2 separate regions of the Gossypium hirsutum genome follow, and region 1 is linked to region 2. The links are chromatin contacts, called in public Hi-C maps. All regions are on one chromosome and are shown on one strand. The core of a region is the stretch at or near the end of the contact, and the rest is flanking DNA. Distances in the headings are between cores, read along the strand shown.

What was found. Hi-C and Micro-C count contacts between places; a contact is called where the count stands out from the background.
Region 1: a contact with region 2 is called in a Hi-C map of leaf, with 2.3 times the contacts expected there. The contact joins the promoter of LOC107938339 here to the enhancer-like site in region 2. A contact is called at or near these places in 10 of 34 Hi-C or Micro-C datasets (anther, fibers, hypocotyl and 2 more).

The regions. Positions count from the first base shown.
Region 1 is chrA08:107,918,688-107,923,809 of Gossypium_hirsutum_v2.1, forward strand. LOC107938339 (protein OBERON 4) reads right to left here and starts at 3,358. Exons shown (of 3, transcript XM_041074366.1): 1 at 730-3,358; 2 at 1-727. The coding sequence starts at 2,832.
Region 2 is chrA08:107,861,368-107,866,173 of Gossypium_hirsutum_v2.1, forward strand. No RefSeq gene overlaps it. Among protein-coding and RNA genes, the nearest start is that of LOC107929054, 11 kb to the right of the region's middle. Within about 2 kb of position 1,879, at least 9 of the 9 cell types and tissues checked have an H3K27ac peak or open chromatin away from gene starts, as enhancers often do. A contact at or near this core is called in fibers, hypocotyl and leaf, where this site is marked.

The DNA of each region.
Region 1 (5,122 bases), core at 2,108-4,607, 59 kb after region 2:
AAGCCTTGCACTCACAATCTTCCGCAGGCAGAGAAGTCTGGCACATGAGATTTCTGCATCGTAGGTTCAGAAAGATCTCAGCCAAATTAGAAGATGGAATTCTGTCATCTACCCGAAGATAATCAGGCAGACCAGTTTTCAGGGAAACCAAGATTTCCAATTGACCCCGATGTGATTTTAGCAGCATTTCAAGGGTTAGATCAGATCGGTTCCGTAGGGCCTCCTGCAATGCACGTAGCTGTCCCTGCTTACCTGCATCTAACATGATCTTGTGAATGTTGTCTTTTAGACAAGCAACTGACTGTCCCATCATTTCATAAAACTTCCTAGCCATAACAAGGATAGGCTCAGAAACAATACTGCTCATTACAGTCTCAGCACAATCAGCTCCACCAAGCAGAAGTTTTTCTTGCTCTTTCTGGCTACGGCTCCTATATAAGCTACCTCCATGCTTCTCTCTCACGCCTCGCTTATTCTCAAAGCTGTACTTTGAAGCGATTTCATGAGACCCAAAACTCTGTGAAGGAGACCTGACATCATTCTGTAAACTTAACTGCTGCTCAAGTACATTGGGAATCTTTGAGCTTCCATCTAAAGTGTGCATATTTGGTGCCTGCACAGCCTGACTATTTGAATTGCCCTGTAATTCTGAAGAATGATTGAAAGACCCATTGCCATTCATCAAAATTCTCTGAAACATGGGAATGTCTTTATGCCGAGACTCATTTGAGACTGCGATGCTCCCTGAGAAAGTTGATCAACACACTGAAATATGGGACGGCTGTGAACAGATTGTTCATAGTCCATGGAATTCTGAGTCAAAGAACAACTTGGATTATGGTAAAATGACTGAGAACCTGAAAAGGACATAGATGCAGTAAACCCATCAGAGTTGGTACGAAATGTATTTGTTAAAGACTGCACACTCCTCCCGTGGCTAGGGGAGCCAGGAACCTCATCTGTTTCTCGAGCACCAATTGGCAACAAGACATTTGGTAAACTAAGAGAAAGATCAAGAGACTCAAATGCCAATTTCTCTTCTTTCTTATTGGCACCTGGCTGCTCTGGCTTTTCCACTCTCCTAACAGGAGAATGAGAAAACAACTCAAAACCCCTAGAAGGCCCTTCCGTTTCAAGATCTGTAGCTTTTGATTCCCTTTCATTCCATACCCCATTTGCTGCAGAATCAGTAATATTTGTAGATTCAACAGCAACTCCTTTCCCTTTATCCTTGACATTCTGACTCAATCCTATCTCGACCACATGCATGTTTATTTTATGCTCACCATTTTCCTCCGCAACTTCTTCATTAGACTCAGCTGCCTCACATTCCTCGAGCTGCATCTCAAGACTAATCCCTTTATTCTCCTTACAAATCCCTTCCAAACAGGATGACTTCATAGCAAGTGCATCTTCACTGTCTAACTCACTCTCACCACCAACCTTTACACCTTCTTCCTCCTTTCCAACTTCACCACCAGCCACATCATCCATCTTATCCCCAGTACCACTAGTTCCACCACTTAAATTCTGTCCACAATCTTGCAACTCATCATTGTCCTTCACACCACCTTCTCTTCTATTCACCACCTCATTAGTTCCACCATTTAGATTCTGTCCACAATCTTGCAACTCACCATCATCCTTCACATCACCTTCTCTTTTATTCACCCCCTCTTCATTAACCTCCTCTAAAGCTTCCACATTTGGAATCATCCCACCTTCAACATTCTCCATTTCTATCTGACAAGACTCTTTCCCATCATTTCCGGTTCCAGCTTCAGTGGCCAAATCAGTTTCACACTTAGCCTGAGGTTCAGGATCAAATTCACCTTCCTCCATCTCACTACTAGTCCCATTCTCCACCAGGGTTTCCTCATTCTTCTTCTCCTCTCCACCACCACCACCAACACTCTTAGACTGTTCGCTGCCTGAATCCCGTGACCATGTTGGTGACCTTGACTTAGACTTCGACTTGGAGCTTCTCCTCTTCAAATCCTCCTCCCTTGATTCCCCAACAACCCTGCCTGCCCCCAAAGAATCCCTTGACCGTGTAGGTGAGCTCACATCCCTAACATCCTTCAGTTGCACCTTACTACCTCTAGTCTCATCAATTCCACCACCAACACTCTTAGACTGCTCACTGCCTGAATCCCGTGACCATGTTGGCGACCTTGACATTGACGTAGACATTGCCTTGGTGCTTCTCCTCCTCAAATCTTCCCTTTCCCTTGATTCCCCAACAACCCTCCCTGCCCCCAAAGAATCCCTTGACCTTGTAGGTGAGCTCACATCCCTAACATCCCTCAGTTGCACCTTACTACTCCCTCTAACGTCATCAATTCCCAACCTTCGCCACGAGCTCCCACACACACTCTCACGACGAGTTCGGTCCCTTTCTGACCGGAACCCCTTTGGAAACTCTCTATGAGGTCCGCAGAAGCTCTCCGACCTATGAAGGCTACTACTACTACCACCACCACCACCACTCTCTCTGTACCGATCAAACCCTGCTTTTCGCCTATCAAAGCTATCAAAATCATGCTCTGATCGCTTCCGGACCAGCCTCTCCCTTTCCCTCTCCCTGCTGCTATCCTCATCAGCCATGGACCGATCTCTATCATAACGAGACAAAGACGATGAGATCAGATTGCTTTTGGCCCGGGAATTGCTATCAAAGGTTGAAGACGGCTTGTAGTAAAAGCCAACGCTGCTACTGCTGCTTCGGTGAAAAGATGACCGATTTCTGTTCTGATTCTGATTCTGATTCAATTCTTTGCTAGCATTTTTCTCATAAGAATCGAGATCGTCGCTCGATCTCAACCGCTTCATAATTTCGGTATATCAAAGCAATATCTTTTTGCTGAAAAGAAAGAAAAAAAATCTAACAACAATATGATAAGAGATTACAGAAAACCAAAAACCCTAATTTTGTGCCCAAAATCAAGCAGTCTTCACTTTAGAGGATTTTGAAAATAAATAATTTTTGAGCCTTTAAATATGAATACCTAGAGAATTGCACAAATTTCATGTCGAATTCACATCCATGACAGGGGAAGCTCACAGTGTTCGTCGGGATGCAGACCTTGAAAGCAAAACCTTGGAGAAATGTAACAAAAAAAAAACAAAGGAAATAAAATAAAACAAAAGGGGAAGCTTCCAAATGGCTACAAAAATTGCCCAAAGTGCAATTCAAGGAAAGAAGAATACTAGTGATGATGAGGAAATCCAGGTTTTTAATTAAACGATACGCAATGCCCTAAGTTTTTTGAGATTCTGGGGGGAGAAAAGCTTCTAAAACATGAAGAGGAAAGTTTGGGAATTTCATTAAACTTTGTGCCCAAATGTGAGAGTGAATTTACGTATGCGCCCCAGTTGTTGGTAATAAAAGGTGAGGTGGAAAAAGGTTGTGGGAATTTGGGGTTTGGTTGGGGGATAAAATGGGAAGAATTGTAAGGAAAAAAGGGTTAACTTCCTTAATTGGTCACCCAATTTTCAAAGCTCTTTCATTTTGGTCATATAAAAATTCTTATAATTTCATTATTCAACTTTTAAGACATTCTCATTTTAATCACTCAATTGTAAAATCTATTTAGAATAAAAGAAAGCTTTAAATATTAACGAAGGATGACATACACATCAAATCATACCACATCATCTTTATACTTTCATTTTGGTCACTTAATTTCTAGGTCGTCAAAATGAAAATAACCTAGAAGTTACGTAATCGAAATAAAACTGTAAACATAATTTGGCGTGTAAAGTTACTTGTCATTGATAATTTAACGTTTGGGTGACTAAACTGAAGACATCTTAAAAGTTGGATTACGAAATTGCATTTTAATGACTAAAATGAAAATATTATAAAAGTTAGGTGACTAATTAGGAAGTTTACCCTAAGAAAAATGAAGGGAATTTTGATTTTCCTTGAGAGCAATAATAGCCTTTATCAGAGTCAACGCAGCTTAACTAATGAAAAGGAGGAGAGTTTTGGACTTTTGATACGCAAAGTCCAAGTGGTGCTGTGCTTGTTTTTTCTAGCAGGGCTACCATTGTGTGCAAACAGGAGCTGTCAAAACTCTTGCAACCACCAATCACTTTCCTTCATCTGACTATTTTTCGCATAATTTTCATTGCCTTTGAACAATATTTGCTCTTTTGACTCTTCTTTTTCCTTTTTGGAGCTCAATACAATAATGTATCAGTCCATATTTAAAGTGAAATTTTAGGAAGGTCCCTGTATTTTATGTTTTTTTGGCATATTATGACTTAATTATTTCTTTTATTATTTTTTCAAGTTTATCATTTTTCTATGGAAAATCAGTTAACTAGTAAGAAGATCAATTAATGTTATGACCAGCCGTCCTCTTTTAGTCTTGTTTATGGGTGCATATCGAAAGCTTACCCCTACTAACAATGGAAAGAATGAATTAGAATTTGAAAGCGATGAACGGATCTTTATGAAATGATAATTTGATATGTACCAAAAACAAAAAACATTTATAAAAAAGTATAGAATTAAAAATATCAAATTACAATAGAGGGACTAAACTGTCCAAACTCATAATACATGGACACCCTTTAAAGGATTTGACCTTTTGTAAATGAATAGTATTGGGTGAATTCGAGAAACACTAAAAAAGGCAAAAAAGGTAGGAAAGTGAATGTTACATTACACGTGGCACATGTAAATTGGTGGTTGCAGTCATGTCATGTCACTGAAAACTTTTTAAGAAAATAAAAACAAAGCATTTTAAATAAGGTGTAGGTATTAGGCGTGAGTGGTAGCTGAGTTTTCAACAGTCTGCATCTTTAAGAAAGTTAAAGTTAGATTTTTTACCAGAAACGTGTCGAGAATCTGACTCATTTACGAAATGTGCCGAAGAACAGCGACGAGTTTCTTTTAGGGTTTACACGTTTTTTATATTACCACTTGAAACTATTGTTGCAACTTGCAAGAAGAATAGGTTTGACTGACATTGACATTTCACGTCATTATTAAAATTACCTTTTTCTTTTTCTTTGCTTAATTGTGGAATATTCATATGGACACTTAATTAAAGGAAATGGATATTTAAAATAATGAATGAAAATATTTATTTCTTTGTTTTTCCCGAAATTA
Region 2 (4,806 bases), core at 629-3,128:
AAAACAAATTCAAATTTCGAGTTAAACGAATCAAATTATTCGAGTCAACTCAAACTTTTTTTTTCGAATTTCGAGTTCGAATCAAGTTGAGTTTTCAAATTCGAATAATTCAAATAATTCAAATATCAAACTATAATATTTTACATTTTTACCCCAAACTCCCAAACCTTTTTATCTTTCCCTCAAAATTTTTACTCCTTCTCACTTTTCCCCCAAAACTCTTACTCCCCTCCTATCCTAATCCCCCCATCTACCCAAAATCCATTTTCCACTAAAATTTTACTCTCCCATTTACTTTTCCTCAAAATTTTACTCCCCAAAACCCTTAAAACTTTTTATTTTCCCCCTAAATTCTTACTCCCTCCCACTTTCCTCCCAAAACTTTTACTTCTTTCCCATCCCACCCCTCATCTACCCCAAACCCATCCCCCCTATTTTTTAAATATTTTTCCTCCAAAATTTTACTTCCCCTATTTACTTTCCCTTAAACTTTTACTCTCTAAAACTTTTTATTTTCCCCCTAAACTTTTACTTTTCACTCTTTACTCCCAAATAAAAAATTAAAATTATCCAAAAAAAATCCCTAAACACAAATAGTAATAATTTTATTTATATCTACTATTTATATTATTAAATTAAATTTCATATTTTATATTATTTATATTATTGAATTGTTTAGTCATATTGAATATTTATATTTAAATTGAATTATTAATGATGCTATAAAATATTCGTGTTAAAATTTTATATCGGTATCAATTTCACATTTTATCTTTAAAATAACTTTTATTAAAAAATCACATTTTTACATTTAATATATTTTTAAATTCCAAATATATATAGTGACAAGAATATGAAGATAATTGAAACAACTAAACAAGCAAAGAAGCTAACCCGTATATAAAAGATTAATAAATAAATTATGAGGTGATGAAAGGTAATAAAAAAATTGATTACGGTGGACAAATTTTATTACGATGGGTGACAGTAGTTACAAGGACCCAAAATTATTTTTTAAAATTTAACTCGAACAAATATATTCGATTCAATTTGATTCGAATTCCATCTCACTCGACTCGATTCGAGAAAATTTCAAATCAAATTAGGATGATAAAATATGATTCTTCAACTCGATTAACTCAAAATTTTTTCATTCGACTCGATCGAACGCTCACACCTATTTAGCACAGGTTTGAATCCTGTAACCCCCATCCCCTACTCCTAATATTGTATCAAAGAAATAATAATAATTTATTTACTTGCTATTTTTTTTGTTTATTCTTATATAATGTATTTAAATAGTTAATTCACCTCTTGATTTAAAATGATATATTTAAAATAATTCATCTAAGCATTAATTGGTCTCTTGATTTAAAATTCACACATTCAATTCTAGAGAATTATAATTTAATAAAAAAGTTATTTTAAAATTAAATTTTAAAACTAAACTAAAAATTTTAACACCCTGCGTAGCGGGGATATAATACTAGTACCAAACAATTTTGTGACACAAAATAATACTTGAAAATTTGTGTAATAAAATTTTAACATTTTTTAAATGTATGAAACAGTGCTCCTGTTAATTATTTTTTTTACTATTATTGGATTATTTTAAGAAATAAAAAAACAAAATAGGCTGGTGGGGCAACGGCAAGCCACGGTAGAACCAGTCAGCCACGTGATCATCCTGCTAGGTAACCATAAAATTACAAATAAATAAATAATAGAAAAATGAAGGGCGATTAGATGATTAGGAAAAAATCACAAGGGCAAAATTAGAAAATTGGAACAACATCCCGCGGCGAAGTATCCACGCCGCGCATAAATTCAATGACTGTCTGACTTCGTTATCTGACGCGCCTTTTGCCTTATTTGACTTTATCATTAAATACGATTCCCTGTCTCTGACTCTGTCCCCACTTTGCTCGGATTGGTGATCTTTATGCGATATAGTTGGGGGCAAAATGACAAAAAAAAATGAATATTGCATTCAAGTCCTTGTATTTTTATTTTTTTCTTTCTAAACCACTCTTTCCACTAATTTCTACAACAGTTTTCTTCATTCAATTCCAAAAACAAACACTATTTTGCAGCTCCAACATAATGGCATGGAAACTAAAAAAGGATTTTCGTAAATTGGATAGTGTGGCATTAAAAGAAATTTCTCTAATGGTGAATGTTGCACATGTAGAGGATCAAATAAACAATAAAAATGGTTGAATCTAGGACCGTAAGGTTTCCGTTTTTAAAATTAGGGTTATAATATTTAGGAATGAGTATTCAACCGAGTCGAGTAAAAAAAATTTGAGTTAGTCAAGTTGACAAATCCTGTTTTAGCAATCGAACTTAATTTAAATTTTTTTTCGAATTGAATCAAATCGAGTCAAAAAATTTCGAGTCAAATCGAGTTGAGTTAATAAATCCTATTATTTATACTTAATGTTGCATTTATATGGATTGATTATTTATCTAGTACATAAACAATATAATGATTTTGCCTTTTAGCTTAATGAGTAAATATTTATCAAAACAACATAGTTTTGCCTTTTCTTATTCAGATTTCGGATAATTCAAATTGTATAATTCTCAAGTTAAACCGAAAAACTTAAATTTTTATTTGAATTGATCTGAATAACTTGGTTAACTCAAAAAACTCGAACTTTTTAATTCAAAATTTGAATTTTTTATCAAGTTTTTCAAAATCGAATCGAGTTTTGGTCACCCCTAATAATATCATGCAATATTATTATGAAGAAGAAAAAAGAAAATGGTTACTTTTTTTTCTTACAGGAATCCTTTACCGGTGTGGTGAACTGATATTCAGTTATAAAATCAGAAAAGAAGAAATAAAAAGACTAAATTACTAGAATTGAAGTAGAAAGAGAGTAATGAATCATGAGGAGCAAAAACTGTTGTTTTGTGAAGTAGAAGAATACTAAAATTAAATGAAAACAAATTATTACAGACTAAGATCACAAATATAGTAAAATGTAGGGGCAGATATTGAAATTCATTCCACCTAACTTGGAATAGCGTGGAAAATGTGAGCTGGCTTGAAACCGAAAGGAAAGAACCCCGAAACCATTAAACCAAACATTTCTGAATATATAAATATCAAAGGCCGCCTCCTCTTTCTTGCACCAAACATCAAATTCCATTTTCCCGTTACATGGGAGCATTACCTTGGGACGTTTTTTAGCGCCACATTTATTTCTTTTTTCCTTCTTTCTTTCTTTCCTTTTTTTCATTCTTTTGTGAAGAAATTTATAGGATATAGAGATACAAGTAATGGGGAAGTACACAGAGATGTTGGATGCAGGGGTGAGAATAGTCGCAAGATTTCATTCTCACTGCCCCCAGACTGCTCGCCTGTATTATCACCCACCGGCTAACTCCGACGAACACCACCACCACTACGGCGTTGACACCGTCACGAGAGAAGTCTCGACGCGTATGGGGTTTTACGGTCCCAAGGCAAGTGCTGCTGGTGCTGACGTGAAGGAGCTTATTATTTTTTCCCTTTGACGAAGAGATAATTACTTGGATGTTTTCGTTTGGGTATTTATTTTTATGTTTTTAACAAATTCCCTTTTACAATAAAATAAACGATGAAATTAAACTCAATCAATGAAAATGATTTTATTTTACTATGAAACCAGTTTTTGGTTGCTTTTGTCACAATAGGAACACAATTGGCAAGTTAGCTGTAAACATGGAAAACACAGTTGTGCCTTGTATGGCAAGGCCTGGATTTTTGCAATGAGCTCAACTTGTTTTCCACTTTAAATTAAATTCCTAGATTTATTAATTATAATCTCGACAATCTCAATAAAAAATTCAAACTCCAATAATCTCATCACCTTCCCCAAATTTGAAAACTTCAACAACCCTTCTTAACTCAAATGCCCAACTAATTTAATTTGGTAGGGGTAGGAGTAGGATAGTTGGCCACCGCCAACATTTTGAGAAATCTTGAAGCTACACTGAATTTCAAACATACTTAATTCCACCATCATTTTAACTTTTAACGTGAGTTTAGATGTACGATCTATAATATAAAAACATCAGTGCTGATAATATTAAAAAATATAGCATGAGACAAAAAGTAAATTAAACGCATTATACTTACCGTCTATCCAAAAATCTTTTAGGGTAATTATAGCAGCTTTGATGTTAGATGAAATTTGGATCTAATGTGATTTTTTTTAAGGCATAATGATTATTTTGGCCTTCTAAACTTTACAATAAATTCATTTTAGCTCTCTCTTTTAACCTTTGAACTTGTATTTTTTTAGCAAATTAACCCAAAATAAATAAAAAAAAGTTAATATTTGTTAACTTTGTTAACATTGTATATATGTGTATTACCACATAGATGACTTACCACTATGTAACTAATTTTTTAAAATTTTTAAAAAATATATTTTTTATACTTTTAATGTTTTTAAAATTTTAAAAGTAATTTTTAAATCTTTTAATTTTTAAAAAAATAATTAAATGCTACATGAACAAAGTTAAAAAATATTAACTTTCATTTTTAGGTGATTTGACTTTAAAAAATAAAAATAAATAAAATAATATTTTATTAAAGTTTGGATATGATTAATAAAATATTTGAAAGCGCATCAATAAGTTGTACTAATAAAGAAACGTGATCGAAAAAAGAGTTGAATTTCAAAATTTAAAGGCTAATTTAAAAGATAAATCATAAATTAGGAAGCTAGGATGGAATTAACCCTGATTGTGAGAGTTGGAGTAATAAAGGATGATTTTAGTGGATTGTGGACCAAATTGGATGGTCCTCTT